2 separate regions of the Rattus norvegicus genome follow, and region 1 is linked to region 2. The links are chromatin contacts, called in public Hi-C maps. All regions are on one chromosome and are shown on one strand. Each heading gives the region's core, a stretch centred on a gene start, on an enhancer-like site or on the middle of the called end of the contact. The rest is flanking DNA. Distances are from core to core; before and after follow the strand shown.

Region 1 (5,287 bases), core at 917-3,416, 140 kb before region 2:
CTGGGTGGGTCGTGACTGGACTTTGCACCTGCTGCCACACCCACTAAATCACTCTGTAGGCTCAAAGCATTCCCGTGGCAGCAACTGACTCATGGCCTCGGTTCCACGGTCTAGCTCAGAGTCTCTTCTCTGACAGCAAGTGGAGGGCTTTCTAAGGTCCAGATTTTGTTTGTTAAACAAAGGGTCCAGAACTCCTCTCCAGATGCGGGGAAGCAAGATGACAACGTGTCAGCCTCTTAGGTCCTCCAGTTATTAGACAGAGGTGGAAGCAGTATATACATAGTGTGCTGAGCTGACTGTGATCAAGTGCCAAAATGTGCAGCCCAGACGTTAAGCATTCTGGGTGGTAAGAAAGCAGAAAGATTGATGAGCTGAAATCTGAGCTTCTGGAAGAGCCAGGCCTTATGTTTTCCTGTAGTTCCAGCATATTTCAGAACTTAACATTGGGCTTATATTCAGGCTTGATAGAATGGAGAGAAACAAAAGAAAATTAAACTTCCTACAGAAATTCTGGGAAAAGAAACAACAGGGGCATGGGTGGGGGTGGGGGAAACTCTGTGAAAGGCTTGATGGCAAGATGGAAATTAAAAGAAAAAAAATTCTTGAGGTGAAATATATTCAACACCAAAGTTACCATACCATCTGAACTGTTTAACTGTTGCCACTCTGTGACCGTGAGTAAATGTCCATTGTTGAGCCGCCAGGAATTTATTTATTTTGGTCTTTTGAAACAGGGTCTCATGAAGCCCAAGCTGGCCTTGATCTCTGTTTGAAGCCAAGGATGACCTTGAACGGATCCTGCCTTTCTGTACAGAGTGCAGTGGAGGTCGTCATGCCTGACTGGAAATAAATTTTTAAGAGTCTCTTTTCGGAAGGTTTCACACCTGGCCAGTCAGTCACATGTCAGTTAGCAGAAATGAGAAACGCGTGCAGAAGTCAGAGCAAGCTTGATGTTCTGCACCGAAGAGGGCAGTTTTCCCAGGAACATCTGTAATTTGTTTCACATATATTAATGAAGGCCGGGGGAAGGGAAGGGGTCACTGGATACCAGAGAGCCTTTTTTGAGTGTCTGAATCATCCTTGTCAAGCTTTAAACAAGGAACACTGATTTCCCCCCCAGAGCTGTGAGGTCTTTTGTATTCAAATCCAAAGCACAAAACTCTATTGTGGGAGAAAAAAGAGTCTTTAATGGAAACCCAGTCGTGTCCACTTTAAGCAATGAATATAGTCTCAGGCGGCAGACATACCATTTGAAGCACTACAGCTATTAATAGATGGTGTGGGTTTTCTTTTCTTTTTTATGGGTACCTTCGTTGGAAGTTGTTCTAATTAGTACCACAGGGACCCTGGAGAGGAGGGAGGTGGGCCAGGAGGGAGGCAGGCCCACCCAACTACAGGGTGGTGGGTTAGAGCCTTGTTGGTTCTGATGGTTGGCTGAGAGTCCCTGGCCAACTCTCCCAAGCACACATCAGGCCTCTGGACCATGAGGGGGTGGGAATTCACTGCCTTTGAAGCTCTTTCAATCCTATCTGTGGAATTATTTTTAGCAAGGGCTAAGCAGGTGGCTGGTGGCATGCTTAGCTGGAGACCAGAGGGTGTACATGTGGGTTGCTGGCTGTGAGACACTCGTGGGGATTCCACCGCGAAGGAATGTCGGGCGTCCCGGGATAGGGCCCAAACGATGAGGTTTCCAGACAAGTCTTCCAGGCCAACTTTTAAAGGTCGGAGGAAAGTTTCTCGAAGGGTGGGGGCCCGAGGGGAAGGCTGGGTGGGCTCGGGCGTCTCCTCCCCTTTAAGCCGGTGGCCCCGGCGCCTCCTCCGTTACCTGGAGCGGGGAGGGGCTTGGGAAAGTTTGTGTTTGTTGCTGGCACAGCGCCGGGTGGGAGGCGCGGGCGGGCGGACGCTAAGGCTCTTCCCTTTTGCTTTCGGAAGGCGGTCCGGGCTGCTGCGCCCTGGGATCGACGAGGCCGGCTCCGGGGCCCGGCGGCTGGCGGAGGGCGGGAGAGGAGGAGGCGGAGGGCCGCGAGGAGCCAGGTGCGCACGTCCGCGCCGGCGCTGGGCTCGCTCGGCCGGCGGGGAGAGCGGAGCAGGCGCGCGGCCCGGCGGAGCAGCCGACTCTGGAGCAGCCGGAGCTGGAGGAGGAGGAGGAGGAGCGGCGGCGGGGAAGGAGGAGGAGGCGGAGAGTCGCTCCCGCCGGCCGAGCATGGGGCGCCCGGCGCCGAGGCCGCTGCTGCTGGCGCTCCTATCGCTGGGTGAGTGCGCGTGGGGCGCGGCGGGGCGCTGGGTCCCGGGGGGGCGCGGCTGCCGCTTGGAGCCTGGGGCACCCGAGGTGCCCGGGGCGGCTCCCGGGAGACCGGGATCCCGAGCGCCGGGCCGCCGGCCGGGAAGGGAGCGGTGTGGGGCCGATCGGAGCCCGGTGCACATCCTCCTGGGCCCGCGCTCTGGGTATCCGGAGCCGCCCGGCCTGACCGAGCCGGGTTCTCACGTGTGCCGGGGGAGTGGCTCGTGGCCGGTTCCACCACAGCGCTCTCTACCTGTTGGCCACCGGGAGCCGGGCTCACCTTGAACTCCCGGCCCCGGAAGGTGCGGGCGGCCCCAACCCGCGTGCCCGGCTGGGCGGAAATGTGAGCCTTTGCTGTGTCCCGCCATAGCTGAGGCCGGTCGGGATCGTTCTTCACTCGCTAGCCCATGCTGAGTTGCTTTTCCAGGGAAGCAAGAGAATCCAACTATCTTCCACGAAGGTCACTGGGTTGCCCAGCGTTACTGTGACAGTCTTGTACCATCCCTGCCATCTAGCCAAATCAGCCTCAGTGTTGCCTTCCAGCGTCTCCTGAAGCTGGCTAGCCTCTGATTAATACACAAAGACCCGAGAGCCCAGCTTTTCCAACTTTTCTACCTGTTACTTCCCTTGTTACTGGCTCTTTCTCTTTTACCCTCTGGAAATCCTTGGTGCCTCTCAGTGGTTTGGCCCGGTATCCCCTCACCCACCCAAGGAATCTTTCCTGAGCTTCCCCCTCCTCTCTCCATTTTCCATTCACTCCTTACACAGACACCATCTTCACGTAGATACACAGGGTGATCTTAACCAGTCACTTGATGTATTTATTTAATGCCTGCTTTGGTTCAGGAAGGCAGATCCCCTAGTGTGGTTATATGCTTGGATCCCTGTGACCAGTGTCATCTAGGACAAGCAGGATTCCAGACCCAGCCCTGGTTCCCTTCCAAGCCCCTGCAGAAGATAAATCTCAAGCTTTCTCAGAGCACATAGTATGTGTTGTCTATCCCAGCCAGGCCTCAGCTGCACAGAGGCTAAATTACTGCACTTCTGATGCTGTGGGGGTCCCAGTGGAGACCTCCCTCCACCACTCCCCTTCTGCTGGCATTAGGACATTACTGTCCCAGCCCCCATGAGTCCTGGCTGCCTGCAAACTAGCCTTTCTGTCTGCTACTAAGATACTTCACCTCTGAGGGGTTTTCTGGCAATGATTCCCTCCAAGAACTCACCTAGACAAAATCCTCCAGCTACAGCCCATGTGCAGAAAACATCCAGTGGTTCTCTGTGGTTTCTGATCTTAGTCCCCTTTAAATTTCCCCTGCCAGGCACCTGTCCTTGTAAGTTGTGTATTTGTTGCACATTGCTGGGGATAGTCCCCACCATTTAATTGACTTATATGTCTGGGTCAAGCAGGGCCGTGGCCTGTGGTGGCACAGATTGCATAGGGCACCACTCCCATCTGCTACTCACTTTGTGGTTTATGTGACTGACTCTCCCTAGAGTGGTCAGTCTATGTATGAACCAGTTAAGAGGGTAGCGTGAGGTAGAAGTTTAAAAAGGATGCCCTTGAGGGACTGGGGTTGCAGCTCTGTATTTGTGTAGCTTTGCCGGGTTCTGGATTCCATCCATCATATCAGACAAATAAACAAGCCACATCCAACAGCCCAGGGTCAGGGGGGTTGTGGGGGAGCACAGCCTAGGGAAAATCATGGTGGTATACCCATGCATCCAACCTTGATGAGACTTAAAAGAATTTTGGGTGTGATTGCCCAGTGCAGATTCACCCACCAATTCTCTGAATGGTTGATGTGCCATCTATAAACTCTGTCCCTTGATACCGTACCAGGTGCAGCTCCAGCCTGACCTCTGAGGCATCCTTCCAGTGTTGATACATTTTCCCACACACTCTGAGTGTGGAAAGGGAGCGTGTTGATAAGCAAGATGGTCATCTCTCAGGTCTTGCTGCCAGAATGGAGTCGTGATGTCACTGCCGCTTGTATGGTGACCCTCTGTGGGCTCCACCTGAACCCCATCCCTTTTTGTACCTTTTCCCAAGCACAAGTTCAAGCTGTGTCCATCCTTCTGAAAGCCCCACACTCCACTCACCCACCCTGTGTTTTCCCATTGTAGCCAAGGCCTTGGAGGCTCCCCACGAAGACAGCTTGACCCCTCACTTGACTGGTTTCCTCCAGCTCTCCTCTAAGGTCGCTATTTTTCCAGTGGATGATTCGGTGCCCCCACCTGTGTGCATTGAACTCTTGTTATCTTTCTCTCGGAGACGCCTCTTGTGTTTGCTTTCTACTTTCTGCTTTAGAGATTTCTTTCTAAGCACCTTTTTGCTACTCCTCATGAAATCTGTTGCGTTTTCTAGCCCTCTTTCACCCCGTCTCTTCCCCGCGTAAGTCCCTTTGCCCCTGAAGCTCCCCTTGAAGCTTTCTCATTAAGCCTACTGACCAGTGGGCCAGACCCACTCAGTCCCACCCAGCAAATGACAGAAGTATAGCACCACACAAAGTGGTTGACTGGGCTGTGTAAAATAGTGGTAAAAACAGTGCAAGCCCTGACCCCAGCTCAGCACTGGGGAGAAGCAGGAAGGAGGGGGTTCATTTTGATTTGGAGGTTGGAGTTGCTTTTGCCAAAGAGGTGACATGTGAGCTGAGCCTTGAGAATAATTAGAATTTTGGAAGAAAGGATAGAAGGGCGTCCCGGGGCTCTGGGGAAAGCATATTGTGGGTGAGTAAAGTGCATCCCTCCTGTAGAAATGGCACCAAGTTGTTCCAGGAGATGGGAGGAGGGTTGGGGGAGGAGGGATGAAGATGACTGAAGAGGTAGGGGGTGTGAGGGAGGTGTGGAACAGGCTGAGTTGTGAATTGTTGGCACCTTGTGGGTGGCCAGGCAACCTTTGTTTTATGTCATGGCCCCTGTTCATGACACCAGTGTCATTGTCTGTCCCCAGGTCTTACATCCTCACCTGGTTACCCTCCAGAGGCAGGGCCCTATTGGTCTTGCTAG
Region 2 (5,570 bases), core at 1,945-4,444:
ATTGTTTCCTGGCCTGTCTGGCAGTAACTATTTATACCACCCTGCTGGCCACAGAAAATTGAAGGCTTTCTAGTGGCCATTGCTCAAGATAAGACCTGCTCGATAAAAGGCTGCTGATATCAGAATGACCTGCATTTCGCTAAGCATTGTTCAGATGCCCTCCAAGCCCTAAAGCAGACAAACAGCAATTCTGTGCCTAGAGAACAGGTCTACTGAGGGAACAGCTGGGGAGGAGCTGTGGCATCTGAAGTGAAGTGGTGGGGCGGCTTCCAGTGTGAGGAAGGGCTGTCCACTCTGCCCAGCATCAGCTCGTAGCGCATAGATGCATTCAAATATACCTGTGGTGCTTGAGTGAGGAAAGGCACTCAGCAAGGCATGAAATAAGGAAGCACTAGACCCCGCCATGCTCCCCACGTGTCACCTGCCCTGTTCAGCAGTTTGTCCTTCCCCACCAAAGGCCTAGTAAACACAGGAGCCCTCGCCAAAGAGCACGTTTCAATAAGACAGATTGAAGCTACCAAGTAGTTCTTCTCACCAACCGCTTTGACTTTTTGTCCTTTTTAGATCCACAAAAATGAAGGTAATGTCTCTGACCTGACAGGGCTCAGGGTGAGGCTTAAATGAAATGGATTTGAGGGAGTCGGTGTTCATACTTTTAGGGAGTGGTCATCCCTGACGAGCCCCCATTTTGATGCTTTCTGCACCTGAAAAGAAAACGCCAGCTCCCTGTGTTCTAACTCCTAACACATCCTGGAGAGAGCATGGTCTGGGATACAAGCACAGACTCAGTCACGAAACAGGATTGCTGCCCTGTTCTCAGCCGTGGAGGTAAATGGAGGGCAGGTTTCAGGAAAGAGTCTGGTTACCAGGGAATGGAGGAATATTTGGATAATGTGGTCTGGACACTTTTCAGTTAAAATGAGAAGCCAGTGTGATTTAGTCCAGGGGTTCAAAGCAAGGATTTATGAAGACATGAAAAATAATAGAAAGGGAGCCGCCGGAGACTTCTATCCTGAGATACATTACACCTGTATTAATTAGCTAATTCAATTTACATGTAGATTTTAGTGCAAACGGCACATTTAGAAAACACTGAGTGTGGAAACATATGCTGTGGTGGAGAGTAAATAATTAGCTTGGGAATTTGTATTGGTGGGCTTGGGCCTAGAGTAAAACACCAGAGGCAGGTGACTGACACCACTGAAATCTGTTTTCTCGAAGTTCTCAAGGCTGTATCCCGGATCACAGGGCATTACAGTGCGGATGCAGTGTCAGCTGAGGGTTCTTCCTGGCCTGTAAATAAGCCATCTTCCTCCTCAGAGTGCTCTCTGGACAGAGAGTGCAACCCTTTCTGCTCATGTTCTCTTTGACTCTGACTCTGTCTCTCTCTCATGGAGGCACATGCATGTCCTGGCTCACGTGCAGATGCCAGAGAACAGCCCTGGCAGTTGGATTCTTCCTCCCATCATGTTGGATGCAAGGTGTCGCATGTGCAGCTGCATAGATGAGCTGGTCCCCAAGCTTCCAGGGAGTCTCCCGTCTCCGTGTCCTATCTCACTGGAGGAGTACTAGTACTACAGATGTGCGCTACTGCTTCTGGCTTTTACTTCGGTTCCGGGGACTTAAACTGGGGTCTTTACACTTGCATGGCAAAGCCTTACCCACTGAGCCATCTCTCCATCCCTATTGTCTTCTGGTAAGGACATTAATAATCATCTCAAGGGCATTAATAATCGTCACAGAGCCTCACCTTTAGAACCTCATCTAAATCTAATTACCTCCCTAAAGCACCATCCCTAAATATTAATATATTGGCTTCCATGTGTGAACTGTGGGGAACATAATGCCATAGCAGAATTGTCGAGATAATCAGTGAACTGTGTGTCCTGTATTTACCCTACGTGAATGTTCTTCAAGTCTCAGAACATCTCAGTGGAGATAAGTTATTTAAGTGCTATAGGCTTGGTATGTTTTATTGTATAAAGTGTGCATACACACACACACACACACACACACACACACACACACACACAGAGTGTGCACAACCTTAAAGCGACATCAGGCGAATGAAGTGAGCTCAGTTTCTCCACCTACCACTTAGCCAGGCTCCAGCTCTTCCATGAGAAATAAACAATTACTGAGGTGGCAGGGATGGTGTTTGCATGAAAAAGTCTAAGAATGCAGAGGGATTGCTTAAGGATGTATGCACAGCTCTGGGTAGGGACAGAGAGCCAGGATGTGACCGCCCTTGCCACAGCCACCCAGCAATGCTGCTTTCATCTGTCCTGCCCTGCCCTGAAGAAGTGTCCTGAATGAGGGATGGGGAGAGGAATACTCAGGAGTCAAAGAGGAATAGAAGAGAAGAAACAAGCAAACTCATAAGGGTGAGAAAGCAGAAATAACGGGGTAGCCCACAGAAAGAAGATGCACACACGCACACACGCACGCACGCACGCACGCTCTGGGCTCCCTGACTCCCTCCCATGGGTAGCTCTGGATGGGCCCAGGGGTAAGAAGATGGCAAGCTTTTAGGAAATGCTTTAGATATCCTGAGATGTAGAGGCAGCAAGTGTCACAGAGCTTAGTGGCCTTACTGCGGCCCTGCACACACAGAGTCTGCTGTGTGTGGAAACAAGACTGTTGGGCTTCCAGTTATGGGGTAAGGTCAGTCCAGGGAACAGGGTAAGGAAGTATTAAAGAGGAAGTGATGAGTGTGGCGAGCTGGACCATGTGGTTCAGTCAGGCTTCTGCACTGTGGTCCATAAGGAGGTGGCCTCGGATCTCATCAAAATAGTGAACTCTTCTCCCTGTGAGCTCATGAAGCAAATCTTCCTAACCCACATCCAAATGCCTATAAACCTCAAGAGAAGACCAAAAAAGAGAGGAAGGAGGAGCCAGACAGAGCCAGGAGCAGGAAGTGATAGATGTTGTGACCAAGTTGACGAGACAGGAGGTGATGTGGCTGAATGAATCACCAGCCTTAGTATACGGCAAGAACTCTGTCCTGAAGAACCATATTCCTCTGTGGCCTTGGGCTGTTTCCTGAGCCAGTCACCAAGACGAAGCCAGGACAGATTAGCCTCATGCCTTTTGCTGTTATGCTTTGAATTCTGATCAATAAAAGGACAACCATAGGGCAGCAGCCACGAATGGCAGCCATAGAGTGAGCGCTGTAACTCCATTCCTGACTGAATGACTGTGGCGTCCTGTTTACCTGGAGGAGCGCTCAGCCTGGCTCAGCAGTTTTATAGGCAGCACCGCCGAAGGGGAGGAGGGTAGGCTTGTCAAGTGTTCAGCTGGGAGACAGCGCTAATAAGTCAGCCCTGAGAAGTAAGATTCAAAGAGATGTGGACCGGCTGGAAGGAAGGATCAAACTAATATCTGATGATATTCAGAATCCACGACTACGTTCAAGCAAATTACATGCACTGGGTTTTTGGAGTCCATGTGTGAAAAATGAAAGCCCTGGTGTGGGTTGATTGCATGCTCAATAAAAATTACTGGCATGACATATTTGCTATAAAGAGAGAGAGGAGGAGGAGCCATATAATAAACTGGTCAGAACCCCTCCCTCCCCAAAGGAGATAACTATCCCACTGTGCTCTCACTGAAGATGCCTGAAATGAAACAACTACCCCTTGAAAAGCATTTCTGAGGGGGCCACCGGGGAGAGCACTGCAGCAGCTGGAACAGTTTCTCTGGAGGACAGAACATGTGCGCGATATGTGAAGAGGACAAAACGGCTTATTAGAAATTTTAAAGTGATGCTAGAAAAAGACTTGATGTGCCCCAGGGAACTTCATATGCCAAGAAGGCGGTCACTGCAGACTGAACAGCTTCTCCTCAGTAGGCATGAGAATCCACTAGAGAACCGGTGGTGACCGGGAGTCTTTGTGCCGTATCTATTAGGGATGCTATGGAAGGGACCGGAGGTCACACCAAGTGATGTTAAGGTTCCTTCTATTCTGGTTTCATCCACCCGTGGGACAGGTGTATATTGAATGTCTATGCTCTGTACTTAGAAAGAGTACTGAGCACAAGTCTGGGTCTTGGCCCTTATGCACGGTCCATGGAAGAGACAGATGAGGAACAGGCAAACAGATGACTGTGTGCTTAGTGCTATGTGGGAAAGGAATGGGACTCTCCCCGAGAGATCAGCAAGGAAGGGGCTCTGTGGAGATGCACACAGGATGAGTGTGGCCAACGTAGGCTTAGGCTGACGCCTCACAGGCGAGAGGCTGGGGACTGACCTGACGGTAAAGAGTGATCAGGACTTTAGAGAGAAGGAAGGCATGGGATTTGGAGGAACTGAGGGAAGATGGGTTAAGCATGTGGCATGCAAGAGACAGGAAGGTGGCAGGGAGGAAGGAGAAGGACTGGACCAGATCCTGTGAACCAAGGAAGGATGTATATCTTTCTCCAATTACTAGAGAGACACTGAGGAATTTTGCTCAGAGAAACAAGAGTCAATCGTGTTGTTATTTCTTGAGGAATATTTTTTTGTTTTGGAAATATTTTTTATTCTTTGAACATTTTATACACTTATATAATGAATATTGACCATGTCCATCCACTACCAACCTCCCTCCAAATCCCCCTACCACCCACCTCACCTCCCTCCCAACTTCATGTTGTCTTTTTAAAATTGTTCATACCCTGGAGGCCAGCTCGTACTGCCTATATGCACAAGGGTGTAGAACCAGACCCTGCAGCATGGACAAGCTTCCAGTGGCTGTGTCCTCACAGGCCAGAGCCTTCCCTCCACAGTAACTACCAACTGCCAATAGACTCTGGTGGGAGTTGGGCCTCAGCTCCTACTTGTGAGACTTTTGACTGTCCCAGCCAGGTATTGGTCCTGTACAGGTAACCAGCTGCTGTGAATTAATATATATAACAGCCTGCCATGACCCAGTCATCTCACAGATGTCAGCATCTCATAGATCTCCTCCAGATTCATTGCTTCTTCCTTCAAGTCCCCTAGACCTGGGCACAGACCCAAAGGACGTCTCTCCTACTGCAGAGATAATTACAGATCCGTGCTCCCTGAGGTCAAGTCACCATAGCTAGGCAACTGAGTCAATCAAGATGCCCTGCATGATAGATGGTAAGAAAAATGTGGCCCACATGCACAATGGAGTATTACTCGGTTGCAAAGAATGAAATCACTAAATCTATGGAACTGGAAAAACTAGAGTGAGTGAGGCTACCAAGGCCTAGAAAGACTCGTGGCATGTTATCCCCCATGTGTGGATTCTAGCTTTAAATCTTTTGTTCTGGATGCTTAACCTGGAGTACATGTGGAAGTCAGGATGTTAGAAATGGACCCCTTAGGGGTGAACACCCTTAAGAGAAGAGGGATAGTAAAATACAGGTAAAATGAAAGTAGACAAGGGGAAAGGTTCAGCATAGAGGAAGGTAGGGGGTGGGGACATGAGGTATTGGCAGAAAGACTAACCAAAGGAACAGTGCATGAAAAGCTACGTGGAAGCCTATGAGCTTCCAACCCAAGAAAACCTTCCCATTGCTCTTGGCTGCTCATCATAACTATATGGAAGTCCCTATTGCTAAAG

What was found. A called contact is a pair of places that touch in the nucleus more often than the background predicts.
Region 1: a contact with region 2 is called in a Hi-C map of mammary epithelial cells, with 1.7 times the contacts expected there. The contact joins the promoter of Ptgfrn here to the enhancer-like site in region 2. A contact is called at or near these places in 2 of 12 Hi-C or Micro-C datasets (the A7r5 cell line and mammary epithelial cells).

What each region holds. Positions count from the first base shown.
Region 1 is chr2:191,230,311-191,235,597 of GRCr8, reverse strand. It overlaps Ptgfrn (prostaglandin F2 receptor inhibitor), which reads left to right and starts at 2,166. Exons shown (of 9, transcript NM_019243.2): 1 at 2,166-2,252. The coding sequence starts at 2,204.
Region 2 is chr2:191,093,870-191,099,439 of GRCr8, reverse strand. No RefSeq gene overlaps it. Among named protein-coding and RNA genes, the nearest start is that of Ttf2, 10 kb to the right of the region's middle. Within about 2 kb of position 3,194, at least 4 of the 93 cell types and tissues checked have an H3K27ac peak or open chromatin away from gene starts, as enhancers often do.